Regions from separate parts of the Gossypium hirsutum genome. Here region 2 is linked to region 1. The links are chromatin contacts, called in public Hi-C maps. All regions are on one chromosome and are shown on one strand. Each heading gives the region's core, a stretch centred on a gene start, on an enhancer-like site or on the middle of the called end of the contact. The rest is flanking DNA. Distances are from core to core; before and after follow the strand shown. Region 1 holds the start of LOC107953061. Region 2 has its middle 26 kb from the start of LOC107953044.

Region 1 (3,458 bases), core at 265-2,764:
AGGTCCCCAGAGATATTGAATTGATCCAACTCCAATTCACTTCTGCTTCTGTCACCACCATCCTGTTTGTTGACCCAGATTTCTGGTATCACATCCCCCAAATTCTTGACTTCCTCTATTGCATAATCTGCTTCCTTTCCCTCACCACTCTTCCCAACCTTAGACCACAAAATAATATTAGATTCATTCATTTTAAATGGGTAGTTTTTTTTTATTTAAAAAATTGGAAATTACCAAACAAGTCCAGAGGCCCAAAGTCTTTCCAGCGGATATATTCTGAACATTGTCGTCTAGAAATAGCTGTACCAAAAAAAGAGAGCATCTAGATAATTTAATTGTAATAAAAAATAGGTGAAATTGAAAAAGAGAAAAAGGAATATTACGGTGCGTGGGGAATCAACACGTGCGACGTGAAGAGCAATTTTGATGGCATCCGTCGACGGCTTGAGAACGACACACTTCGATTCTGACAAATTAGGATTCAGTGTCTCGAAAGATATGATTTGCTCGAAACAGTCTTCTATTCCTAACCTTTTCATTACCTTAACCGCATGAACTCTGTCCGAATTCGTAAATATCTGTTTCACCAAATTTGAAAGCGCTTTAGATTACTGTTTCATATGTTGTTAATGATTTGTAACTTACAATTTTCCTTTGGGTGATGCTACGTAACAGAGAACGTAGCTGAGAGTCTGGCTTGATCACATCGTATGACAATCTCCCATGGACAAAACTAGCAACACATGAAAGGTAAAAACTTAATCTTGATCATCAAATGAATTCTAGATTAATACAGGAAATGGATGTTGGATAAGGTGTTTCTTACTCGTGGTAATCATCGGCATCGATGTCATACCCTAACGCCTGCTAAAACAAGTCAAACCAACTTCAAATTATTCCCATTTTTAAGGATTAAATCTGGAATCATTAAAGTTATGTTTAATTACTCGCAATCCGGCGAGGGTGCTGCCGTAAGTTTTGAAGAGTTCGACTCTGAGATTTGAAGCTTTCGTCACCGACATTCCACATTTCTCAATTAGAAAATCTACAGAAATGTCAAAAACGAAAATGAATTTCAATTGTTCAAATGTTTATTTATTATTATTATCTTTTCCATGTTGGTGCAAATAAGTATAAAGAATTGGAAAACTTTATGAAATGGCAGTGACTAACCATCGATGTTTTTCTTGATACCCTGAGCTATTCCAGTGCTTGAAGGGTAAAGGGTATCATCCAAATCTTTAAGAACAGAAGCGAAATCCAGGGCCCAAAAATCAGAAACAAAAAAGATAGAAAACGAAGAGGAAAAAACCCAGTAAATTAAGAAAGAAACTTACCAAACAAAAGGCAATTGAAAGGAGAATCCATATATTCAAACTTTTGAAAGGAAGAAGATTAAAAAGCAGAAAGTCAAAGGGATGGGGCTCCCAAGGAAGGAGCTTATAGAGAAAAGGAAAAGCTGTGAAATTAATAAATTATTGGTAATAATATAAATGAATAGTAAGATAAGAAGCAACTAGAAGTTGCTGAGTTGGAGCACAAATCTTGTTTAAGTTAGGGATATTATTTTTTTTGTCTACATAAGTATTTCAACTTGAAAGTTTAATGATGTGAAATTTTAATATTATATTATATTATTATTTAAAAATTTAAAAATTATATAAATTTTCAAGTGATAGTATACTATAATATTATAGTTTCACTTCAGTATTTTTATAACTCGATTGGTGGTTGAATATATTAGACTACCAATTCTCGATTCAATCAATTCGATTGGTTCAATTTTTGAATAAAAAATAATTAAATAAAAAATTAAACTTTTATAAAAATCTAAAAAGCAAAAAATTAAATTAGTTCACCTTATTTAATTATCGATTTTTGTATCGACAATTTTCTAGTCAATTGGTTCAACCCTTTTGTTCGAACCATTATATCGATTAGTTCTTAGTTCATATGATTTGGTCATATTCCAATAACAATGATCACATCATTAAATCTTAACAAAATAAGTTTATGGACCAAAATGATCTAGTTGCGAAGTTCAAGGACCAAAGTGGACTAAAAAAGTACAAGTACCAAAAAAAGACTTAGTTGCCAAGTTTAGGAGTCAAAAGTTATATTATTATTATACGTTCTCCACATGTCCCTCCATGTATCATCAACAAGCAAACCACAAGTTAACGTGTCTACACTGAGCAAACTTTTAATTGGGTGAGCTTGGTGAATTTTAAACCACAGTAAACCAATAAACCTTCATGATGACTACCTTCGCTAAACGCACCAAGAATTTCAAGCCTATTAATTACCTAGTTGTCCTCAAAAGTCATATATTAAAATGTCACATTGCCTGTCATTAAAAGGAACAATGTATAATTCCACTGTTAGTAAAATTCAAGACACGTGAACTCTTTTATCCCCTATATATAAGCTTACCACAACACTTGAAAAGAAAAATAATACTAACAACATATAAAATGCTCAACATATAAATAAAATTTAATCTAATAAAAATTTACCCAAACCTTGAACTAGTTATCATACATAATCCGCAAATAAATCTAGTTTGTGTATTTATTAGTTAGAACTAATTTTTTTTACCTTTTCAAAAAAAAAAAGTTAAGCGTCTAGTTTTTTTCCCCCCTCAATTGGGTATTTTAACCGTCAAAATGTATCATTAAAGTCCTTTAACTGTTAACTTTAATAATTGTTCGTTAAAGTTAGCAGCTCCTAAATTTTTTCAATTAAAGCCACCACGACGTGACATGTGATAAAAAAATGATAAAAATAAAAATTATACAAATTATTAAATTTTAATAAAAATATTAAAAATTATAAAAATCATAAAAAAATTATAAAATATATGGAAATATAGAAAAAAATTATAAAATTTTATAAAGTTGTAAGAAAATTATAAAAAATGTAAAGCAATATAAAGTTCATAAAAAATATAAAAATTATCGTACCAAAAGAAGCATTTTATAATTTTTCTATAATTTTTATTGATTTTTTTGTCGTTTTTCGCCACATGTCATGTTGTGTTGTGACACGTGATAACTTTAACTGGAAAAAACTGGGGTCGTTAACTTTAATGGTCATCGGTTAAAGTTAATGGTTAAATGATCTTTTTGATGCATTTTATAAATTTTTTTCTAATTTTTAATTTTTTTAATTTAATAATTTTTATAACTTTTATTGATTTTTATAACTTTTATAATTTTTTTGCCAGATGTCAAGCCATGATTGTGACACGGGGTGGCTTTAGATAAAAAAATTAAGGGTAGTTAAGTTAACTTTAACGGTCAACTGTTAAAGTTAATAGTCAAAATAACTTTTTTGATACATTTTGAAAATTTAAATATCCAATTGAGTGAAAAAAAGAGAGCAAAGACTTAATTACTTTTTTTTTTTAAAATTTTGAAGGCTTTTTACACCCTTAGACCAATTTAATCTAATATGTA
Region 2 (3,283 bases), core at 631-3,130, 150 kb before region 1:
GCAAGGTACCTATGATTTCCTCATTTTTTGCCTTTATGTTGATGATATGATCTACATGGGTTCCTCTTGTCTTATAAATGAATTCAAAGCTTGTATGGAAAAGGAATTCAAAATGACAGATCTTAGAGTATTGCAATTTTTTCTTGGTCTTGAGGTGAAGCAGGTTGAAGATGGCATCTTTGTGTTGCAAAAGAAATATACTGCTGATTTACTTAAAAAATTCAACATGCTAAGATGCAAAACTACAGCAACACCTATGAATTTGAATGAAAAGTTGAAAATTGATGATGGTACTGAAGCAATAGATGCAAGGAGCTTTAAAAGTCTAGTTGGTGGCTTGATTTACTTGAATAATACACGACCTGATATTTCTTTTGTTGTTGGAGTTATTTTCAGGTTCATGCATTGTCCATCAAGGCATCACTTTGGCGCTGCAAAACGAGTCTTACGTATATTGCCGAAACTATTGATTTTGGGCTGTGGTATGATAATATCTTAGAGTTCAAGCTGAGTGGTTATATAGATAGTGATTGGGCTGGATGTTTGAAAGATAGAAGAAACAAGTCAGGTTATGTCTTTGGTTTTGGATCAGATGTTATCTGTTGGAGTTCCAAAAAACAAGCAATGACAGCTCTATGTTCATCAGAAGCTGAATATACAGCTACAACTATATCAGCTTGTCAAGCCTTATGGTTAAGAAGAATCTTAGTTGATGTTAATATGAAGCAGAAGGAAGCAACTGTAATCTGCTGTGACAATCAAGCAGCGATTTCCATATCTAAAAATCCATCCTTTCATTGAAGAACAAAGCATATAAATATTCGGGTACAGTTCATTCGTGATCTTGTGTCTGATGGGTCAATTATTCTGAAATATTGCAACACAAATGAGCAAATGGTAGATATTCTAATGAAGTCTCTCCCTAGAGAAAAACATGTTTACTTCAGACTTCAGCTTGGTGTTTGCAACTTTGAATCAATGGGGAGTGTTGGAGAAAGATTCAAAGTCAATTTTTCTAAATTTAAATTTGGCTCTGCTGTGCTTAGTTTGTTATTTTCTTATTTCTTTGATTTTTTGTTATGTTCGTGCAATAGTGTTGTACATTTTTTATGTTAGTTAGTTATGGTGTAACGGCTATTTATATGCCTTCATTTATTTCATTTTGGGTGTGAATAATACAGCAACTTCAGGCATTCTAAGTTCAACTTTTATTTTTTCTTAAACTTTCCAGTTTAGTACTTTCCTTGCATACAAGTTGTTTGACAATATTCTTCTGTGATTATTTTTTTCCCTACACCATGATAGGTTCAACTTTTAGGGCTTCTAACATTTGATTTCACAAGTAGCAATTTTTGGATAAAGAGATACAACAATTCTCTTTATAACAATTATATTTGTTTGTCAAAATTTTAGATGTTATAGAGATGTGATTGTTGTACACTTATAACAACATTTGAAATTCAAATTATATTTTATTTTAAAAAATTAATTAAAAAAACTATAATATATTAATAATGTTAATTAGTGAGATTTAGACTATGTTTTTAATAAAATTTACAAATACAATTTCATTTATTAAAATTTATTTTTATTTTATAAAATATGATTAATAGTTTTTTTATATAAAATCTGAGTATTTTATTAGAATAATATTTTATTTTTACTTCACTTCGGAATAAAACTAATTTTACTAAAGTTGAGATAAAAGTCTATTATAAATGGTAAAAATAAAAAATAAAAAAATAATTTGATAACAAATCTGATTATTATCATAAAATGTGACTGTTATAAAGAATGGTGACTTTATATTTGTGACCACGTAGGGTAGCTTTCGTGTTGTGGGAGCTTAAAATAATTGATCAAAAAGTTTGCTCTGGGCTTTTGAGATTGATCCTCATTTAAAGGGCATGGCCCAAAATATTCTCACGTCTTCCTTAATTCTCTCTTCCACCTACCAAAAATTTTGGAGTTTAAAGTCCAGCCCACTACACCTTTGAGAAAATTTGGATCAAATCTCATATCCTAAATTTACAAAATTTAAAAAATATATTACCAAATAGGAATGATACAAAATATATAAGGAAATTATTTGATACAAGCAAAGTTAGAGAATTGATAAGTATCGTATAGATATAATAAAATACTAAAAAAGAAGAACACATATCAATTTTTTAAGGTTGTTTTTCTCTCTTGTTTTGTCCAGCAATGGTGCTATGCTTGGGCTGGCTATCGCCCACCTTTTTCTCTCTTTATCCTATCAACCCTCTCTTTTATTGTCCTCATTCACTCCACATGTCTTCTTTTTTTTTTCAGTTTGCAGATCTATTTTGTGGTTATATTCTTTGCTTGTTGCCACTGAACATCAGTTTCTCTTGAGAAGTGGGTTGGTCGTAGATATTCAAAAGGTGGCTCTTCGTCGACTTCTTAATATGTTTATGTTTTGAGAGTATTTTAAAATAATAAATGATTTCACGAGTCGATTTTGACTCGTGTTGTCTTAAGTATTACAATTTTTTTTCATTGTTTAATAAGTCTTCACTTTTGTAAGTTTTTGTCTTGTATTGTACAAGTTTTTTAGTCTTATTTATGCATATAGTCTTGCTTTTGCAAGTGATTTTAGAAATTTTTTCGTCGCAATCCTCTCTAACTTAGTGGATGATTGGTTCTTTTGCCTATTTTGCCTGTCGCTTTAGACCATCTAGGGTTAATTGAGTTATCTTGTTAAATGCTTGCAATCACTTTAGATATGTCGTGCTTGAATTGTCATAGAGTCAGTTGTTAATGTGTCATAATGTTTTACTAATGCTCAGGTTGAAACCTTTGTTATGATACTGAAATTTATCTTGTCTTTTTTTCTTTGAATTATATAATCCCATTGATAAAATAAATGAATTTTCCCTAATTAAAATCATTTTCATAAAGAATAGGTTAGGAATTATTCAAGCATTGAATTCTAAATTGTGTTACATTGAGGGCTCTTTTAAAAATGCACAACACACAACATATATTATATAAGTCATATGAAATGATAGACAACAGATATCACATTTAAATATAACTGATTTGTTTAAACATGAATAATATAATAAATGAGTTCAATTAGTTTTATATGCTGCATAATTATGTGATTTAATACGGGCAAACCAACTCACATTCTATACAACGTTAATACTTGTGTCATGAACGTATTAATCATTCATTTGGAAGGACATTGTCATTAATTTTGATAAAATTAAAATCAACAATAATAAAAAATTAATTATTATAGTAATGAAATTAGATA

The links. Hi-C and Micro-C count contacts between places; a contact is called where the count stands out from the background.
Region 2: a contact with region 1 is called in a Hi-C map of leaf, with 2.5 times the contacts expected there. The contact joins the enhancer-like site here to the promoter of LOC107953061 in region 1. A contact is called at or near these places in 11 of 34 Hi-C or Micro-C datasets (callus, hypocotyl, leaf and 2 more).

What each region holds. Positions count from the first base shown.
Region 1 is chrA07:26,854,162-26,857,619 of Gossypium_hirsutum_v2.1, reverse strand. It overlaps LOC107953061, which reads right to left and starts at 1,514. Exons shown (of 8, transcript XM_016888289.2): 1 at 1,338-1,514; 2 at 1,174-1,239; 3 at 948-1,045; 4 at 827-864; 5 at 646-733; 6 at 384-578; 7 at 235-300; 8 at 1-158. The coding sequence starts at 1,368.
Region 2 is chrA07:27,004,853-27,008,135 of Gossypium_hirsutum_v2.1, reverse strand. No RefSeq gene overlaps it. Among protein-coding and RNA genes, the nearest start is that of LOC107953044, 26 kb to the left of the region's middle. Within about 2 kb of position 1,880, at least 1 of the 9 cell types and tissues checked has an H3K27ac peak or open chromatin away from gene starts, as enhancers often do. A contact at or near this core is called in leaf, where this site is marked.